Linked DNA regions of Mus musculus: region 1 is linked to region 2. The links are chromatin contacts, called in public Hi-C maps. All regions are on one chromosome and are shown on one strand. The core of a region is the stretch at or near the end of the contact, and the rest is flanking DNA. Distances in the headings are between cores, read along the strand shown. Region 1 overlaps Pkib (protein kinase inhibitor beta, cAMP dependent, testis specific). Region 2 holds the start of Pkib (protein kinase inhibitor beta, cAMP dependent, testis specific).

Evidence for each region. Hi-C and Micro-C count contacts between places; a contact is called where the count stands out from the background.
Region 1: a Hi-C map of bone marrow-derived macrophages shows a contact between it and region 2, with 2.0 times the contacts expected there. The contact joins the enhancer-like site here to the promoter of Pkib in region 2. A contact is called at or near these places in 5 of 39 promoter capture datasets (3T3-L1-derived adipocytes, embryonic stem cells and liver), 2 of 484 Hi-C or Micro-C datasets (both in bone marrow-derived macrophages), 2 of 115 datasets of contacts at active chromatin or transcription factors (bone marrow-derived dendritic cells and bone marrow-derived macrophages) and 2 of 9 other capture datasets (liver and macrophages).

Annotation. Positions count from the first base shown.
Region 1 is chr10:57,688,882-57,692,241 of GRCm38.p6, forward strand. Pkib (protein kinase inhibitor beta, cAMP dependent, testis specific) reads left to right here. Exons shown (of 5, transcript NM_001039051.2): 3 at 3,322-3,360. Among named protein-coding and RNA genes, the nearest start is that of Pkib, 59 kb to the left of the region's middle. Within about 2 kb of position 1,515, at least 21 of the 459 cell types and tissues checked have an H3K27ac peak or open chromatin away from gene starts, as enhancers often do. A contact at or near this core is called in bone marrow-derived dendritic cells, bone marrow-derived macrophages and macrophages, where this site is marked.
Region 2 is chr10:57,630,302-57,633,414 of GRCm38.p6, forward strand. It overlaps Pkib (protein kinase inhibitor beta, cAMP dependent, testis specific), which reads left to right and starts at 1,680. Exons shown (of 5, transcript NM_001039051.2): 1 at 1,680-1,906.

The DNA of each region.
Region 1 (3,360 bases), core at 265-2,764, 58 kb after region 2:
TAGTGCTTATCTGTGAGCACAAGGACTGTATGCCTCCTTCAGGTGAGTACACGGTCATCATAGTAGCGAGCATGGTAGCAGGCTGGTAGACATGGTATTGGAGCAGCAGCTAAGAGTTTACATCTTTATCCACAACTTGGAGACAGAAAGAGGGAGAGTTTTATGGTTTTCCTTCTCCTCCTCCTCCAATAATACCAAACCTCCTAATTCTTCCCAAAACAATTTTGATGATTAAAGATAATCATTCAGGTGTATAAGCCTATGGGATCGTTCTCAATGAATAACCACAAACACTAAAATTTATTTCATTGTACATTCATCTTTAAGTGTTTAACATATTTTACAATTATAATTTAGTATATATTATCTAGTAATTTTTATTATTTATAAAAATAAAAGTAAGTAAGATATTATTCTAATTTTCTTTCTGTTGCTATGACAAATGCCATGACTTGAATTAATTTAAGGGTGAAATGGTTTATTTTGCTATAGGTTACACTTCATAATTATAGGATGTCAGCATGGGGATTCTAATAGGAATTTAAAGCAGAAACTATGGATGGGCATTGGCTTTCATTCAAGGTTATGTTTGATAACCTTCTTATATAAACTAGGACCACCTGCCTAGGGCTGAGCTGGATAGTGGGCAGCCATAGAGAGCTGGGTGGGCTCTTCCATATTAATTAGCCATCAAAGCAATCCCTCATAGACAAATCCAGAGTCCAGTCTTATCTGGAAAGTCCTTCACTCGAGAGTCCCTTCTTGGATGGTTCTAGGTTATCTCAATATTACAAAAGTAGTAGGTATGTCAAACTTTTCTTTAAACTTTTTTGAGAATATTTGTGCTTTGCATGAAAAATGTTTAATAACAAAGAATGAGTAGAGACAGATTCTTGACTTTCACTGTTTGTCTTTATCATATTAGCTGTAAATCTGAATCTTGATATATGAAAAGTCAAAGTAATGGGTGTAAAACTATTTTCAAAGTCCATTGAAGAAGTATTTTGGATGTAACATTAGTCAAAAGGAAGCTAAGAGGAAATAAATTGTTCTATTCATATTTCATGGTTTTGTCCTGTCATGGACAGAGTAGGTGAAAATTTGTAACATTGAAGTTCAATTTCATTCTGGAAAGCATGTAAAATTAATAGAATTTAATCATCACTTTGAAAACATAAATAGCAAGGCATGGATTTATCTAACTGACTTAATAGTGAATTTCTGTTTTTACTTTCTGCTGGATCTTTGCCAAGAACTACATGCAAATGGCTAAAGAAAGAAAGTAGAGTTAGGAAGAGTTTTTTCCTTATTTTGGATTTTTAGTGATATATATAGGCATTAGAGTCTATAAATGTTTAAGTTCATAATTTTTTTTATCTTCTTGCTACTTCCCACATGACTGTTGCATGATTTATTTTTCTCTTCCTCTCCTCACTTCCTTCTGTTTGGCCTATAAATATAAGGCTTAACTGAAGGGAAACTGTCCCTGAGTGATTGGAACAATACAAAACCATGTGAGAAGCTGGTTATAGGAACAAGGCTCAAAAGTGTTCTCTTTCGATTTTTAAGATTGGGAAGTATGCAGTCAGACAGCTGTAAGTCTAAAATGTACCTTGTGCGTGTTGACACTCAGCAAGATGTTTATTGCATTTTTCCCACCACCTGGGAAAAAGTGTGCTAGGGGTAAGACAAGTGAGTTACTGTCTTATGTCCTTGAAGTGTTTAAAAACAAACTTACATGAAAAGAAAGGCAGTCATTGCGAAGAAATGTACGATGCATGGGGTAAGTTCAATTGATGTACTGCTCTACCTAGTCTGAAAGAGATGTGAAAGACTTCTGTGAAGGAGTGCTCAAATTGACCCAGAATAGATAAGTAGATGCCAGCAAGCGGTGAGAGAAAATTGAGGGTAAAGAGCCTCAGCCACAAAGGCAAATACAGACCCAATGCTTGAGTACAGCATTAGAGTTTTAGCATTGATGCATACTGGATTTGAGTGAAAAGCAAGGAGAAACTCAGAATGAAGTTAATCCCTATGGGGCAACTTGTACCAAATAATGGGTCTTGAGCTTGATTATGTAGAGATAGGAAGCCTAGAGATGATCAGTCATAGGGTGAATATGAGCAGATTTACTTTAAAATGATTCCACCCAATATGTAGGTGAAGAATGAATCTTCAGGAAACAAGCAGGCATGTAAGAATATATTTTATGAGATAGTTGAGATAACATAGGATGGGTAAATGGGGCAATTAACTGGGACATAAGGATAGTTTACTGCTTTGTAAGGATACTTACAACCCTTTATTGCCTTGGAAACACTAGTGAGTCATATTCCTACTACTTCCCACCTTATTTGCAACACGTGTTTAAACCAAGAGCCAGGGGCCATTCTTTGAAGAGGAATTGAATGTGTGTAGTTTATTTCCATAATTGGAATGAAGATGGTTGGATTCCTTCTCTGTGGTTTCCATATCTGTGCTAGGCACCTGGATACAATGTCTCAGTTTCTCTTACATTTCTGGCTGCTGTGGAACAATACCTGATAGAAATAACAACAGTTTATGAGGTTTAAGAGAGGAGGACTTAATTGGGGTCACCAGTTAGGTGGATACTACAATTTATCACTCCAAGAAACACGGGACAGCCGCAGGCATCACAGGTAGTGAGAGCTGATGCTTCTTAGTGTTGATAAAGAAGAGATGGCAAGATGGGCCTGGGGCCAGACTATAATCTTAAAGCCAACTTCCAGTGATCTATCTCACTCTAGAGAGGCCCTACTTACAGCTCACACAGCCAAGGTTCTGCCTACAGCTGGGGACCAAAAGTTCAGAGATACAAGCCTGTAGGAGACATTTCATATCCAATCCAAAACGAGATACATGAGATCACATCCTAAATGTTTGATATGTATAGTTCCAACTTCTCAAAAATATAGCAATGCCAAGTATTTTCTTACAAGATCGTTCTGTGAATGGCAACAAAACTGTTAACTGTGATGTGTTGTGTCAATGAGATGATTTTTTTTTCTCAACTTGCCTTTGATCAGTACTAAGGCAGTAATCACCTGCTAGATTTTGTAGCTGATATCTTCAGTACATCTGGTGTTGGAAGTGCAATCACTTTGATTTTCAACACACAGTATCTCTATTGACTCAGAGGTTCTGGTTTCCCTAAGGAGGCCAGGAAAATCTTAATGTTTATTACTTGGACCCTGTTTTAAAAATATATATCCAAAATATTCAAATTTGGTTACTCATGTAATTATCCTCTTTTCTGGTTCTTCAAAGAGTTTTTCTTCTCTGTTTCTTTTCCTTTTCCAGGAAAAACTCCCTTTCGGCTTCATCCTTCACCTGTCTTAG
Region 2 (3,113 bases), core at 430-2,929:
TCACAAAACATTGGCCATTGTTATAGAATAGCTCACATGTCAGGTATGTTACCCCATACCCCATTATAAATCCCTAATGGGAACTAGCTTTAGAATAACTAGATAACACAAGTATTACACTATGGACTAGTATTGGACTTGGAAATGTGCCAAATAGTAGGTTTTCAAGCTATGCTAAAGACAGAAGTAATGTTTGGTGGTCTCTTTTGTGGATACATTGTGACTACATAAATGTTCTCGGGAAAAGATGCACATATTCCAACATTTAGAGAACTCATCATATTACCAGGCTGCAATTTAAATCTGTCATCAGTTCTGAAGGTAAAAAGACCTGAGTTTTAAAATCAGCTTGGTTAAAAATGAGATTAGCTTTTAGTTTGTGTTTACGTGTGTTTTTCCTGCAAGTATACTTATGTTATCACATGCAAGCAGTACCTGTGGAGACCAGAAGGGGGTGACAAAACCTTTAGAACTGGAGCTTCATCCAGTTGCCAGGTGCAATATGGGAGCTGGGAACACAGTGCTGGTTCTCTGTGAGAGCAACAAGAACTCTTTACCATGGAATCATCTCCTTAGCCCTCTCTTAAAATTTTAAATCACATTTATACATGTGTACTGGTGAATGCATGCATGTGTGTGAGGCGTGTGTGTAATCAGAGCTCAGTTTATGGGAGCCAGTTTTCTCCTTCCACTATCCAGGTATGGGAAATCAAACCCAACTCATCAGGTTTGGCAGTGAGCACCTTAACCCGCTGGGGCATCTCACAGGCCAGGGTTTGGATTTCCCCGTTTCACCTTATGCAACTGACCTCACTTTGTTGGAGTTGAGTCTATTATCTGCAAGTAGAGAGTTATTACCACACGGCGCAGTTACAAATAGTCAATAATTCAAGGAGTCTAACCATCATACACTTTGTAGACACTTCCAATGGGGACTTTTCCCTGATTATATTTTAATATGTCAGTCTTTCTATAAGCAGGCCAAATGGGGCTGGTCAATGGGAAGTATCTGGGTATCCCAGACCTGGACTTCCTGGAAGCCAGATGCAGGATAATTGAGCAGCCCATAATAAAGACTTGGAATTCTGGTGACTCTCAGAGGCCACTGGGACTTCCAGCAAAAGTCACCTCCTCCAGAATCAGAGTCTTTTTTGTTAGCAGCAACTTCTTCCATTTCCTACATCTTTTAAAGGACATAAGGACAGCTTAACAGTAAGAACTTTGTTTTCTTTAGTGAGAGTCTAAAAGTGACGCCTGATACACATTGATGTCTGCTTTTTATTGCACAAAAATAAAAAAAGAAAGAAAGAGAAGAGAAGAGAAGAGAAGAGAAGAGAAGAGAAGAGAAGAGAAGTGTTCTTTATGGCGTGAGACTCCAATGTGCTAAAAGAATCTGTAAATAAACGCGAACACCCAGATTCCAGGTGCAACAGAGCTAGTTTCTCCAAACATCCCTTGTTAGATAAAGTGCAACCTCCTGATACCAGGAGCCTAAGTCCTGTAAATAAGAGGGAAGGATAGCAGCATCCAGACAGACAGACAGACAGCAGCGGAGGTGTGTAATTTCAAGGGAACTGACTCTGTCTTCGGTGAACATGCACAGAGGCTGTCCCCTTAGGACACCTGGAGCAGGAACTACTGTTGCGTTTGTCCCCTGGGGCTCAGCGGTGGCAGGTTCTGCTTAACTGGGCAGGTCCTGTGGAGCCTAGCTCAGCTCGCGGGGGCGGGACCGAGCGGCTCCCTCCGCCCCACACATTGCTGCCACCAGCTCAGCCCAGCCGCATCCCAGAGCAGAGGCGGCTGCAAGCTCCAGCCGCGTCGCAGCTCCGTGCCGCAGAGAGGCCGGCAGCAGGCGCCACCGTGAGGGACCTGGCCCGGCGCCGCCCGCATCTCTTGCGCGCAGCTGGTAAGTACCGGCGAGCAGGTGTCACTAGAGAGGGGATGGAGGGAAAGGGCTCGGGGAGTTGGGGAGACCGAGTGAGGGGAAAATGTAAGCTCAACTTTGCTATTTTATGCCTGGTCTGCACATGCCCAGGGGGATTTCAGAGCAGATCCCATCCTTCCACCTGGAGCTGGGGGACTGTCGGAGTGAAAGCTGGTGCTCCTGGGAGGTTTGCTCATTGGCTTATGCTCGCTGGCCACTGAGAGTGGACTCAGGGGACCTCTGATTATAAGTTGCTGAGCCTTTCTCTGCTCACGCCATCAACGCCACATCATTTTCTTCCGGCCTCGTTTTTCTATCAGTAGAGGTCTGAGTTCCAACCCGCTTCAAGCGTCCAGAACTGTGGCTTTAGCCAAGAGACTTCACCTTACCGGTTTCCCCCCATTCCTTGATAAAGTATGCCTGCTAGGAAACCAGCGACCTCAGGGGTGCCCCGCAGCCATATCAGACTCTGCTTGCTGCGAGGACCCTCGCTGATAAAGGAAGAGGGACTCAAGTGCCAGATGGTCCCACAGACTGAAAGGCAGAAGGCATCCCAGTCCAGGTTGCTCTTGGCTACAGTTACTGCAGCCTTTTGTGGGTTCCTGAAGGTTTGGAGGGTTTCTGTAAAGGGTGACCAGGTCTCATGGACATCTCAGACCCCACAACTCAATTCCCTTCTTTAGTCAAGCTGAGATGACAGTGGCATTCCATCTTCTCAAAGATAATATCAGAAAGCACTCCTGACTCAGGGAAGCTCCCTGAAGAGCAGGTGCTGAGCCCAAGGGAAGCCATTAAAGCAAACAACAGGGTTAGCAGCTGGACCCTAGCAGACCAGCAGGTGGATACTGGACACTGATGACCACTTAGAGGCATGTTCAGCTGCGAAAGACAAACCAGAACGAGGCACTCTTACCTGTGATTGGATACCGGAAAAAGTAATGGGTTAGACTGACTCTTACGGGTTGTTTTGCTCTTTGTACAGTAACCTTTAAACATCCATCTATCCACTTCACACGATGTCTTTTTCCCCCTTAATGACACGTTAAAAATTTTCCTTGAATTTAATATATTTAATATTCAGAGGCTCAGAGTTTGGCTTATTAAAATGAAAATTAAAATGTGGTGACCTCAACTCTCTGATGCCAAAGATTGCACCTCCAAAACGCTGTACCCTGTGACTCCCAGACAC